Regions from separate parts of the Salmo salar genome. Here region 1 is linked to region 2. Evidence: chromatin contacts called from public Hi-C data. All regions are on one chromosome and are shown on one strand. Each heading gives the region's core, a stretch centred on a gene start, on an enhancer-like site or on the middle of the called end of the contact. The rest is flanking DNA. Distances are from core to core; before and after follow the strand shown.

Region 1 (6,455 bases), core at 1,695-4,194, 47 kb before region 2:
TAGATAGGGTTGGCGACGGCAGTGAAGAGAGGCCCTGCCCCAACGCTCGTGATCCCAAGCCTTGTATAGGTCAGTGGGTGGTGTACCCTGAGGTGGGAGTGCAGATTTGATGTATTGCCTTTTGCTGTTATTGCTTTCAGGCAAATATAGCAAATTACCTCAATTAAGTCATTGGGTTCCCCTTTCCCGTTGGGTCTATATCCGAAATGTATCCAAATTGGGGCAGTGGCATTTTGTTTAGACACCAGATCATCAGCCATTTTCACTCCTTTTCTTCTCCATCTCTCTTATCTAACTAAAAGGAGGAAGTTAGTTGGCTATCTGACCCTCATGCCAAGAGAAGTGTAATCTGATTTCCTCACTCACGTTGTTGTGATTTAGCAAAAATGGCACATTTTAAAATGGTTTAGAACATAATAGAGTACAAACGGTTCTAAAGGTATTGAAAAAACAGTTTTTACCCCCAAGCCATAAGACTCCTGAATAGGTAATCAAATGGCTACCCAGACTATTTGCATTGTGTGTTGCCCCCACCCCCCCCCCCAACCCATCTTCTACGCTGCTGCTACTCTCTGTTTATCATATATGCATAGTCACTTTAACTATACATTCATGTACATATGTACATACTACCTTAATTGGCCCAACCAACCAGTGCTCCCGCACATTGGCTAACCGGGCTATCTGCTTTATGTCCCGCCACCCACCACCCGCCAACCCCTCTTTACACTACTGACACTCACTGTTCATCATATATGCATAGTCACTTTAACCATATCTACATGTACATACTACCTCAATCAGCCTGACTAACCGGTGTCTGTATGTAGCCTCGCTACTGTATATAGCCTCGCTACTGTATATAGCCTCGCTACTGTTTTTCACTGTCTTTTTACTGTAGTTTTTATTTCTTTACTTACCTATTGTTCACTTAATACCTTTTTTTGAACTATTGGTTAGAGCCTGTAAGTAAGCATTTCACTGTAAGGTCTACACCTGTTGTATTCGGCGCACGTGACAAATAAACTTTTGATTTGATTTCCGGACTGCTACGATATGGGCAAAAAACCTTGGCCATATTTTTAACCAAATGTTGCAATTGCAATTTAGATCAAAACACTTGGGTGAACTTTTGGAATCATGGAAATATTATGTTTATTTTAATTCTATAGAATATAAATAATAGTGGGCACTTTGAATAGTGTTGTTTGACATGACAACGTATGAAAATGCCATTGATGAGTTATTGTGACAGGGTAGGAACCAAAGTGATGTTCAGTGTTTCCTAGGGGACCGTATAATCTTTGGTTACATTAAATCTTTATTCATGTAGCCAACATATTCATGCTTTGCCTAGTCCTCTTTGATTTAGAAGATACTGTTCCATAAACAACATGCTGATTTAGGCCTCCACCAGCACTGGTATCAGGCTGTATTAGCTAGCTATGTTTGCTCTGACCCAGTACTAGCCAGCTAACTAGCGATTAGCATTAGTGGTTAACTTGCTAAGAAAACACAAACAAGCTGTTTGCAGATATAAGAAAGACAAACTAATATTGTAATTATAGAACGCTTGTGGATTTATATTAAGATCAACGTGGAAATAACATTGTTGTCATCAACATTGTTGCATGTGCTGCATTGACCATGCAGACTGAACGAAAGTGTCACGTGGTCAAGCAACAACAAATGTGCTCCTTGAGTGACGGGGTGGGACCAAGTCTGTGTGGAAAGCGGCAAGAGAGAGAGAGAGAACGGAGAGGTATGACTCAAGTAGCGGAGTAAACTATACAAATGGACGTTACACACGGCGTATCACATTTAACAAACCAAACAAATACCGTTATAGAAGGTAAAGTAAAAACCCAAACCGGTCCGTGCATCAATAGCGGTATATAGTCAAATACGGTATATCGCCCAGCCCTACACAGTACAAAAACTTAATTAGGGAGCCTGACCTTCAAATCCTAAATTAGCAAATTGGCCTTGCCTTGCTTTCTTATGAATTGTAGGAATGTACAATCCCCCATGTTTGTTTCAGCGTGTGTGTGTGTGTGTGTGTGTGTGTGTGTGTGTGTGTCAGCTGGCTTGCTTTGCCTCCGTGTGAGATTCAGAGTCGGCCATTAGGTGTCACCCTGCCCCTCAGTTTCCACGGAACTGTATTTAATGCGAGGCAATGATCAGCTGTATGGCTTTGTCCTGTCTCTAGTCATTAATGACTTGTACCTTTCTGTGTTTGCGACTGAAAGAGTAAAATGGATTTGATTTAGGTAGTGTAGGTCTATTTGAAATACCAGTTTCCTCATGTTGTAGACCTAGAGTGAGTCCCAAGTGGCACCTGATTCCCTATATAGTGCACTACTTTTGACCAGGGCCCACAGGGCCTATGTAGGTATAAGGGTGTCATTTGGGACACATATAGAGCCCTTGATTGACCCTTTTCTGTCTTACTATTGCATAAGCATGATGTTACACTGACCACCCCATATGTCCTATGTTTTACGACCTTATGGAACTGATTGTGGATGGGTTATTCTGAGCGCATGAGTCATGAGTCTCCATGGAATTAGAAGGTGCTGAAAGATGTGTACATGACCTTGAGACTGTGATAATGATCACGCATGTAGCAGAATCAATGGAGGCAGAGACACTTAATGAACACATCTCTGTCTGTCCTTTTCAATTCTCCTCGCCCTCTGGGTAATGTCTGTGAGAAATGTGTGTGCGTGTGGGTGTTTGCCCTGAATGCCACTGTGGGTGTGTGTGTGTGTGTGGGGGGGGGGGTATGTGTGTGTGTGTGTGTCCTCTGTGTATGTCCTCTCTGTGTGTATGCCCGCCTGCGTGCGCTTTTGGCTGGGCAAATGAAATATTCATGGTGGCGGGGGATTGGCTGCTGAGAAAGGAGGGGTTTGTCGGAGAGGAGCAGGTCTGTTTTAAGGCAGGCAGTGCTCTGCTCTCTCACTCAGAATAAACACAGACGAGCAGGCAAGAGCAGCCCAGTATTCTAGTGTCTCAGTTGGAGCTCAGACACACGCTCACAGAAACACACACACACACAGACACACACGGGAGATAAGAGAGAAGAAGCCGGCTAACGCCACAGCTGCCTCGGCTGCCACTGATGTTTTAGCCCAGATGGCGGGGAACTGTGAAGGGGAGCATGTGCTGACGGTAGGTCTGCTCTGATAACATGAGTATGTTTGGTTTTGTGTGTGTGTGGGTGTGTGTCTTCTCCATCTCTGACATTGTCTTGCTGTACCATAGAATAGTGGTTGTGGTTGCAGAATAGAATAGAGGGTGTTCTATAGGATGTATCTCAGAGGGGAAGAGAGAGGGCAATAATGTGGCAAGGGGAGAGTCCCTGCATGTCTCTTAGAAAGGAAATGGTCATTCCCACTCTTCACTAGCCGGAATGGGAGAAAATGAGACAGGAACAGATATGGCTGCATTAAAGAGAGACCAGGAGAGAGAGAGAAGGGAGGGAGAAGGAGGAAGGTGAGAGAGGAGTAGAGGAGGAAAATGTGTCAGCGGACTAGAGATAATTGAATCAAAACAAAACAGAGCATGCTCCTTTGATAAAAATTGATAGATTATGAATAGGATGTTTGTTTATCTAATGAATGGAAGTTGATGTCAGTCACAATAATAGATTATAGGGTATTGAAATAGCCTAGATAAGAAGAGAATGACAGGGAAGGGGGAATATGTAGACACCTGTGGTTACTAGGTTGTACATACAAGGAGAGGAAAATGTGTTATAGAGACGAGTGGAAATGGTTTCCATTTCTGTGTAGCCTATGCTTTAGCCTATTTTCTGGGGGCGGGGGCATGCTATTTTCTGCTGGCTCTGGTATTGTGTTTGGCCTGTGTGTGACAGTGGAGATACAACTCAGGGGACTGGCGTGTCTATAGAACTATGCAACTCCTCACTTACGTCACCTCCCCTGCCTGGAACGAGGCCCAGTAACAACATCCTGGAATAGAGAGAACCTGGCTGGCTCTGAAATCACTCCTACACTAAACCAGTCACCCACAACGATTAATTTAACATTCACAGTGACAAAAACCAGGGTCCAATGCACAGTGAATTTCATTTAACATGGAAGTGCTCATTTTAACAGATAGGCTATACAGTAACTGACCCTTTACACACACACACACACACACACACACACACACACACACACACACACACTGTTCATTGGTCTGACATGATAAGCAAACTCAAAACCATATTGATTAAATTATTCCACACAAACTCAAATGCAAACATAGCTTATAGACTACTATACGCGTGTGCGCACACACACACACACACACACACACACACACACACACACACACACACACATAGAGTTGTGACGGTCATGGAGTTTTGGATTACGGTAATTGGACAGCCAAATGACCGCGGCCTCCTTAATATTTTTTGGGGGACTCACATTTTCTCCTCTCCTTAGCTCCTGACTGCATTTGCTGCCATGTGCTGCCATAGAAATAGAATGAATAGTCCCCATTCAAGTCAATAATGTCATAATGGGTGGACTGGCGGCCATTGCGGGTGTACCCATAGGAGCAAAGCAGGAAGTGTGGGCAGGAAGTGTACCCATCAATATTTGCTGTGATTTGTTGATTAAACTCAACTGACATTACAAAACATATGTTCCATTGCATGAGCCACATCAGTAAACATCATTTGAATTAACATTCTACATTACCAGGGAAAGGGAAAGGGGGATACCTAGTCAATTGTACTAAATGCATTCAACTGAAATGTGTCTTCCGAAAGTATTAGGCAATACTTTACTTGACATCCAGCATCATAATACGTTATGACACGGTCATAACCATGTCATAATATATCATAACAGCAGACATAACTTGTCATAGCACATATATTTATAACTGTTGTGACATACACTACATGACCAAAAGTATGTGGATACCTGCTCGTCGAACATATCATTCCAATATCACGGTTGTGGAGGCTGTCTTTTTAGACTTCAGTGCAGCTTTTGACATTATTGATCATAGTCTACTGCTGGAAAAACGTATGTGTTATGGTTTTACACCCCCTGCTATAATGTGGATAAGAGTTTATTGTCTAACAGAACACAGAGAGTGTTCTTTAATGGAAGCTTATCAAATATAATCCAGTTAGAATCAGGAATTCCCCAGGGTAGCTGTTTAGGCCCCTTGCTTTTTTAAATTTTTACTAATGACATGCCACTGACTGAGTAAAGCCAGAGTTTCTATGTATGCGGCTGACTCAACACTATACACGTCAGCTACTGCAGTGACTGAAATGACTGCAACACTCAACAAAGAGCTGCAGTTAGTTTCAGAGTGGGTGGCAAGGAATAAGTTAGCCCTAAATATTTCTAAAACTAAAAGCATTGTATTTGGAACAAAACACACTAAACCCTAAACCTCAACTAAATCTTGTAATAAATAATGTGGAAATTGAGCAAGTTGAGATGACTAAACTGCTTGGAGTAACACTACATTGTAAACTTTCAGGGTCAAAACATATTGATGCAGTAGTAGCTAAGATGGGGAGAAGTCTGTCTATAATAAAGTTATGCTTTGCCTTCTTAACAATACTATCAACAAGGCAGGTCCTACAGGCCCTAGTTTTGTCGCACCTTGACTACTGTTCAGTCGTGTGGTTAGGTGCCACAAAAAAAGGACTTAGCAATTGGCTCAGAACAGGGCAGCACGGCTGGTCCTTGGATGTACACAGAGAGCTGATATTAATAATATGCATGTCAATCTCTCCTGGCTGAAAGTGGAGGAGAAATTGACTTCATCACTACTTTTATTTATGAGAGGTATTGACATGTTGAATGCAACAAACTGTCTATCTAAACTACTGGCGCACAGCTCGGACACCCATGCATACCCCACAAGACATGCCACAGCCCAGAAAAGTCCAGAACAGACTACGGGAGGCACACAGTACTACATACAGTAGAGCCATGACTACTTGGAACTGTATTTCACATCAAGTACCTGATGCAAGCAGTAAAATTAGATTTAAAAACAGATTAAAAAACACCTTATGGAACAGCGGGGACTGTGAAGCCACACAAACATTAGCACAGACGCATGCATACACACACACACACACCACACACACACAATAACATACTCACTATGCATACACATGGATTTAGTAGTGTAGATATGTGGTAGTGGTGGACTAGGGGCCTGAGGGCACACAGTGTGTTGTGAAATGTATTGTAATGTTTTTAAATTGTATAAACTGCCGTAATTTTGCTGGACCCCAGCAAACTAATGGGGATCCATAATAAATACAAATACAAATAGGCATGATATTGCATTAAATTGCTGCTATAACAGCCTCTACTCTTCTGGGAAGGCTTTCCACTAGATGTTGGGACATTGCTGCGGGGACTTGCTTCCATTCAGCCACAAGAGCATTAGTGAGGTTGGGC
Region 2 (7,220 bases), core at 731-3,230:
TTTTATACCCCTCTATTGACTCAACAAGACCTCACACAGCTCTCTCTCTCTCTCCACCTCACTCAGTTTTCCTCTACCTCATTCCATTCTTGCATACCTCTGTTTCTCTATCAAACATCTTTCTGCACTCTCCCTTTCTCTCATATCTCGCTCCATTCCTAGACTATTTATTGTTCACATTCCTTTCTCTCTATCTCCACCTTTCTTCATCCAGCCCTTCCACACTACCCTCACCTTGCTTGGCTTGGTCTCTCCACTTCTATTTGCTCAGTGTGTGTGCATGGCTCTTCTCGAGAATGGAAAATGTGTTTTATCATTTACCATACCATAGTTCTGCAGTGTCCGACATTAACGATGGCCCGCCAGTAAAAACGTGTGTTGGGCCAGTAACTTCGCAGTGCATTTTGGCATTCCAGTTCGACATTTACCTGCTGTGTAATCTCCCATGGACATATCTACGCAAACATAACTGGTACCGTAGAATCTCTTGGGAAGGAATGGGAGGCGTGGGATAGAGAGCAGCAGTAGTTCTGTTTTTTTTGTTTTTTTGGTAACTAGTTATTTGGATTTATCACGATTTCGCAGGTGTAAGCATCTTTCGAATTTCGGGAATGGGAGGGGATCTTCGACCCCATAACTTGCAAAGAGAGAGGGTTCTGCTCCTCGTTCTGGTTCCGCTCCTCGTTCTAGCATCGCTTCATCTCTTCTCTCAACACGTATGGACCCAGAATCGAGCAGCTGACTACATGAAACTTTCATTTGGGGTTAACCAAGATTATCTGCTCTGTCGGTGTCTTGAAAACCATTTGAAGACTACACATGGAAAAGTCATGCTATTTGTATTTGAGCAATATGATTGGCTATTCATTCAACCACGCTCCTCGTGAGTCACAACTTATCGAGCAGTACATACTGTAAGTTGATGCGTTCACACGGCACACGTGAGCTGTCCAGAATAGAAAGAAGTGCTCACCAATCCATTTCCTTTAGGAAAATTGATTTATAAAAGTAAACCTTTAATAGTGAATATATAGTACTAGCAATATGCTGGCTACTGTTGATAAAAAGACACCTGGCATTCATCTTGGCTAGCCTACTTTAACCAGATTAATATCTTCTCTTTTGAAAGGCAGTTGTCGTAATGGGGAAGCATCCTATTCTTAGATCTTCTCAAAATAACATACTTTAGAAACAAAAGTGAATGCAATTAATACAATGCAATTCTAAATAATGATATTGCTAGATTCTATTCTACAGCTTTTTAATACATACCATAATAACCAAATGTAGCCTATTACTAGCTAAACATAGAGAGAAAGCATGCCAACCTTTAGGCCCTGTATGACCCCAATGCATTTTAACTACACCATTTTGAGCCAGTGAGGAAAAAAGTTCACGTTTCACTCTGGTTCTGTGATTATTTCTTTGTACACTTTTTCATTGCAAACCTTTTTTCATTCATTCAGTCCTAAAATGAAAATCCGAAGGCGTTTAATCGACTGCAAGTTTTCCATCCCTTGAGGCCTGTTTAGTCTAGACAGTGTAATAGATGAGTCGACAGGTCTCATATTATGGGTTATTTTCCCAGTTACTGTCACTTCTCTCCATGACTGTCCCATTGTGAATATACTGTACAACCAGGACAGACTTAAACAACTTCAAATATCTTGTCTTTTTCCAGAGCAGCATCGTTTGGCGTCTCCTCCATAATTCCTGAGTATAAACATACACGTCTCAGACGTTTTCCTCCTAAAGAGTCTAGCAAGGGACTCCTGCAGTACATGTGCAAACAGCATGCTAAATATAAAACCATAGAGAGGGGTTGGGGTGGGAGGGTTTTAACGTTGGCACGTAACTTTCTCAGTCCCAGTGACATCCACAGTGACTTTTTGTTCTTCCCGGACCTGGATAGTATTTAGCCCCTGTATTTATAGCAGTGTGTGTAGAAGAGAGCTGAACTGGAAGGTTGGGTCATGAGAACTAGAGACTTCTAGTTAGGAGGGAAACATGATTTAAGGTGGGCAACTCGTTGTCTTATTATAGGTACTAGTGTGGTTCTGTAATCTTCCATTACTTCTGTCTAGGAGACAACGTTTGCCAAGAAACTATATACTGTACTTGACCACGTTGTGAGTATCGCTTGAGTGAAGTTTGAATCCCATGTTTGACAACAGTTGCCAAGAAACCAAATACTAGACACTTACTTCACCTCGTTCTGAGTATCGTTCATTTGAGTTTGAATCCCATGCTTGCGTAGACAGGAAGTGTAAGATGATTTGTAGGAACTATTAGGCTTAACCTTATAACACCCAAACCAGCTATCTCACTTACAAAATTGCTTGGCAAACCATCTCTCCCTAATGGCAGGCTATAGAGAGTTATTGTAGATTCAATATAGCGTCAAATGCCTTCATTGCATCCCACACACGATGAATGCAGCTGCTCATTCCTGATCAGGCCCTGGGGTCACTTTAGGCTATTCTTCACCGTTAGTGTCCGCTAACAACATAATTGACCCTGAGAGTTATAACTGCAATCGACACTGTATCAGCATCAGGGGAGTCAGAGCATCATCAGTCTTCCTACCAAGGCTTATATACAGTTGCGGACTAAATATATTGGCAGCCTTGCACTTTTCTTAAATAATTCCCTATTTCAAATAAAATAAGTTGAAATTGAAAACAACATTTGGTCTCCACACCTTGTGTTATTGGATTTTCAACAATGCAGAATATTTTACATTTTAGTCATTTAGCAGACGCTCTTATCCAGAGCCACTTACAGTAGTGAATGCATACATTTCATTTCATGCATTTTTACAAATTGTATTTTTGTGAACTTAAATTGGCATGCACAAAATTGTTGGCACCCCGGAGCTAGTACTTGGTTGCACAGCCTTTGGCCAAGATAACTGCCAACAAACATTGCACTCCAAAACACCTTGATAATCTGCTGATTTCATGCTGTCTTGTACACATTCAAGGCCCCCCAGTGCCAGAGGCAGCATGGCAACACCACAGCATTAACAAACCTCCCCCGTGTTTGATTGTGGGGAGAGTGTTCTTTTCTTTATTGAATGCTTAAATTGGTCGTTGGTAAACATAGGAAGACCCCACTGCTGAAGGAGACACAAGCCTGATTGAGCTTCTCATAAACCCACCTTAACAAGCATAAACCCCGGGGACAATGTTCTGTGGACCAATAAAACAAAATTTGAGCTCTTTGGAAATACAAATCAGCGCTGTGTTTACTGACAAATTAAGCACAGCCTCACTACAATCAAAGATGGGGAGGTTTGATAATGCTGTGAGGTTGCTTTGCTGACTCTGGTCCTGGAGGCCTTGAACGTGCGCAAATCATGATCACACTTCCTCAATTCAATAATGATGGCGACACTTTACCAAAGATGGTTTGGTATAGTTTAGAAACTTGGGAACCAAGCTCGAGTTAGTGTATCCTGTTATCGCCTGGACAAGTTGAAATATCATCCCGGAAAAAGAGAGAGAACGTTCTCTAGTAATACTAGTCCCATGTAAATAGGGCTATAGCCTTAATAATAACTCGTGCTGAATTAAGCTTTTCTTGCAGTAAAATTATACATCAAATGTAGGAATAATTTGGATTTTGGAACAGGATTGGAGAAATATGATTTATTTCTTTTTGCAACTTGAGATAATACAATGCTCAGTTAGATACCATCTGTAAAGGTGCCATCTTTATCATAAAAGCTGATTCGTATTTCAACCACATAAAATATGCATCAAAGCCGAACTGAAATCTCATCAGAAACAAGTTTATTTTTGTCACGTCGTGTGTGTAGGTGGCAGGGAAGTCAGGCGCAGGAGAAACAAACTTGGTGTAACTGGAGTAGTTTAAAAAAAAAAAAAAGTACATAATAAAATAAACGTGGGTACAATAACCCGCTGCGCACCAATCCAAAAACACGAGCACATAACAACAAACAATCACTGACAAGGACATGAGGGGAAACAGGGTTAAATACACAACATGTAATGAATGGGATTGGAAACAGGTGTGTAGGAAGACAAGACAAAACCAATGGAAAATGAAAAATGGATCAATGATGGCTAGAAGACCGGTGACGTCGACCGTCGAGCACCACCCGAACAAGGAGGGGCATCGACTTCGGAAGAAGTAGTGACACTTTTTCCTTGCAGCCGGTCAAACTGACGTCATTAGCACATTTTGCACAGAAAATCTTTCCTGTTTTATTTAATATTTGCATTATTGTAACGTTATTTTCTCGCCATGCAGTAAACTTCTTTGCTACGCAAAAGAAGACCGAAAAATTGACCGATGTCAACTAGATTGAAGAATCAATTCTTCGATCGATCTATTACGTTATTCTGTTGGGCAAGGGTTTATTTAGTCTTCTAGGGCAACATATAATGACAAAAGAGGAGCTACATGTATCTAATTATAGACAAGTTGACTAACAAATAGCCTACCAAAATGTCAGAAATTATAAGCAGAAACATCTAAAACAGGCAACAACAAAAAATCCTGTAGGCCTGTCAAAAAATCGTTCTGCAGTCTTTGACTGTAGCCTATAGCACATGTTCTATATTTGCGGATTAGGATTGGGTGCGGGGCTCAGATTTTCACTTTGTCACATAGTCGGGCAGTTGTGGATGGGTTATTAGCAATTAGCAATTGCGGATGAACACGGCTGACCCATGCACCACTATTGGGGTGACAATCATTTTGTCCATGCCTTTTGTCTTTATTTTCTGAATTAAAATTGCAAACTAAAGTTTACAAAAATAAAATTTGGTTCTGCAATGTTGATAATCTAACAATAACTAACATATGTTTTACTTATTTGAGAAGAAATAGGGAATTATTTAAGAGAAGTGCAATGGTGCCAATATATTTGGCTGCAATACAGTAGACCTGCTCACCTTTTGACTGCTGGATTCTTTAGTAAGAACTGTCTAATGCCACAGCAGCACTCATGTCACAGTACCACACATAACATGTAGTGTCAGCTCTTGGTATGCAGATGAAGACAAATGATCAGAGTCAGTAGTGTTTGTCCTCAGTGTGCCCCTGGTTTTGGAATGATATGATTTGATTAGTCAAACTCGTTTACTGTACATATAGAGCATGGCCGGATATCCAGCATGGAGCGCGCATTCCGGGTTTAAGCTTCCGGATGCAATCTCCACTAATTCCTGTCACTCCCACGGGCTTTGTAGGGAATGTGAGCAATAGCGCTTCTGTTCGTCCCAACATGGCTGCCTCATAGCCCGCAGGGCCGAGTTAGAATAGGTCACAGGTCAAGGATGACCACAAGGAGGAAACTGTCACCCATTCATATTCATTTGAACATTCCTCTACGTTCTAGGTGACTGAGAACGAGGGAGTGGAGTGTGTGGTGTCGCTATGTTACAGTTCATTCATTTCTGTGGTTCTTTCCTCAATGCACGTCTCCCTCGCTGAGGTGCTGGCGTTTCCTGTGTACGGCTCACCTCACATGGCTATAGGGCGCATTGAAGTCGAGGTGCAATTTCTTGAACCCTCATCACTGCAGGCCATAATGAAGTTTCATTATGTTGTCAATTAATTAAGGTCTTTTGAGATTGTATAAATTGTAACTCTGTATCAAATACTATTAAGCAGGGGCCTCCCAGGTGGCGCAGTGGTCTAAGGCACTGCATCGCAGTGCTAGCTGTGCCACCAGAGATTCTGGGTTTGCGCCCAGGCTCTGCCGCACCCGACCGCGACCGGGAGGGTCATGGGCGACGTTCAATCGGCCCAGCGTCGTCCGGGTTCGGGAGGGTTTGGCTGGCAGGGATATCCTTGTCTCATCGCGCACTAGCAACTCCTGTGGTGTGCTGGGTGCAGTGCACACTGACCAAGTCGCTAGGTGTATGGTGTTTCTTTCCTCTGACACATTGGTGCGGCTGGCTTCCGGGTTGGATGTGCGTTGTGTCAAGAAGCAGTGCGGCTTGGTTGGTTTGTGTTTCGGAGGACGCATGGCTCTTGACCTTCGCCTCTCCCGAGTCCGTACAGGAGTTGCAGCGATGAGACAAGACAGTAACTACTACCAATTGGGAGAAAAAAAGGGGTATACAAGAGAACCTATAGAAAAATAATTTAATTAATTGATCAGAGTATGGCTACATCATTTTTGTGTAGATTAAGGCTTCTCAAGTTTTAAATATGAGAACCGGTATTGTGTTTTGATGCTTTGCAAACTGTCTGCATATGAGTGATATATGAAAAACACAATATTATCAAAAGTAGGCATTCTAATCTCAGTATCCACGAGAATGCATTGAGCAGCAGGTGCCTCGGTGCTCCGGAGCTGACATTGCTAACACTCTTCTGCCACATCCCCTGTCTGTTTGTCGTTTCAGGGCCACTGATATCCACGCACTCTGTCCCCAGTAACCTGGATAGCAGCAGCAAGGCCGGAGACAGGAGGCCCTCCAAAGCTGGGGTCAGTAAAGATAATAGCAGTGTGGACATCATCAAGGTAACCTCTGCAACTGGGCAAAGAAACAAATGGCAGTTCTGCTTCTAGCTCCTAAGAAACGTTGCAACAAGCATTTCGCTACATCACAAGTGTTTCGCTACACCCGCAAAAACATCTGCTAAATATGTGTATGTGACCAATAAAATTTGATTTGATCATCAACCACATTCATTCAGAGGACCAAGACAACCATCATCAATCCACAGGGCATAATAAACATCACCTGCCTTCTAGAACCAAGAACCAGTCTCAAAGTTAACTGTACGGTGTTTTATTTCAATAACTGGGTTTGGTTCAGTGAGCTCTCCCTCATTATATCACTTTACGACTCTTTCATCCATGTAATAAGTATGCTGGCGGCCATGAGGAGTCATCAGCTTCAAACCAGCTTTCATGTGTATGCCATTCTTGGCATACACATGAAGCAACCTCTTACTGGGGGAGTCTAATCAAGAGAGGGAGACATAGTGTGTGTGTGTTTTTGAAAAGAGAGAGATGCAGATATGACCCATTTCAGTGGGCAAGGTTTCCCAGCTCTCTTAAATATGTCAAACGACCTTGTGACGAAAGGAACTCCATTGCTCTGTACTGCCATTATATTCTCCCTCTACGCCAGTAGTTCCCAAACTTTTGGCTGCTCCCCCTAGGGGAACTCAGTGCGGAGTTCAACTTACTCTTGTCATGTCAGTCATTGCATACCTTAGAGGGCTTTTTATAA

The links. A called contact is a pair of places that touch in the nucleus more often than the background predicts.
Region 1: a Hi-C map of muscle shows a contact between it and region 2, with 5 times the contacts expected there. The contact joins the promoter of LOC106588196 here to the enhancer-like site in region 2. A contact is called at or near these places in 2 of 3 Hi-C or Micro-C datasets (gill and muscle).

Annotation. Positions count from the first base shown.
Region 1 is chrssa27:2,482,983-2,489,437 of Ssal_v3.1, reverse strand. It overlaps LOC106588196 (sodium bicarbonate cotransporter 3), which reads left to right and starts at 2,944. Exons shown (of 26, transcript XM_045709203.1): 1 at 2,944-3,171. The coding sequence starts at 3,136.
Region 2 is chrssa27:2,434,656-2,441,875 of Ssal_v3.1, reverse strand. It overlaps LOC106588196 (sodium bicarbonate cotransporter 3), which reads left to right. Exons shown (of 26, transcript XM_045709203.1): 7 at 6,384-6,466. Among protein-coding and RNA genes, the nearest start is that of LOC106588142, 37 kb to the right of the region's middle. Within about 2 kb of position 1,980, at least 1 of the 13 cell types and tissues checked has an H3K27ac peak or open chromatin away from gene starts, as enhancers often do. A contact at or near this core is called in muscle, where this site is marked.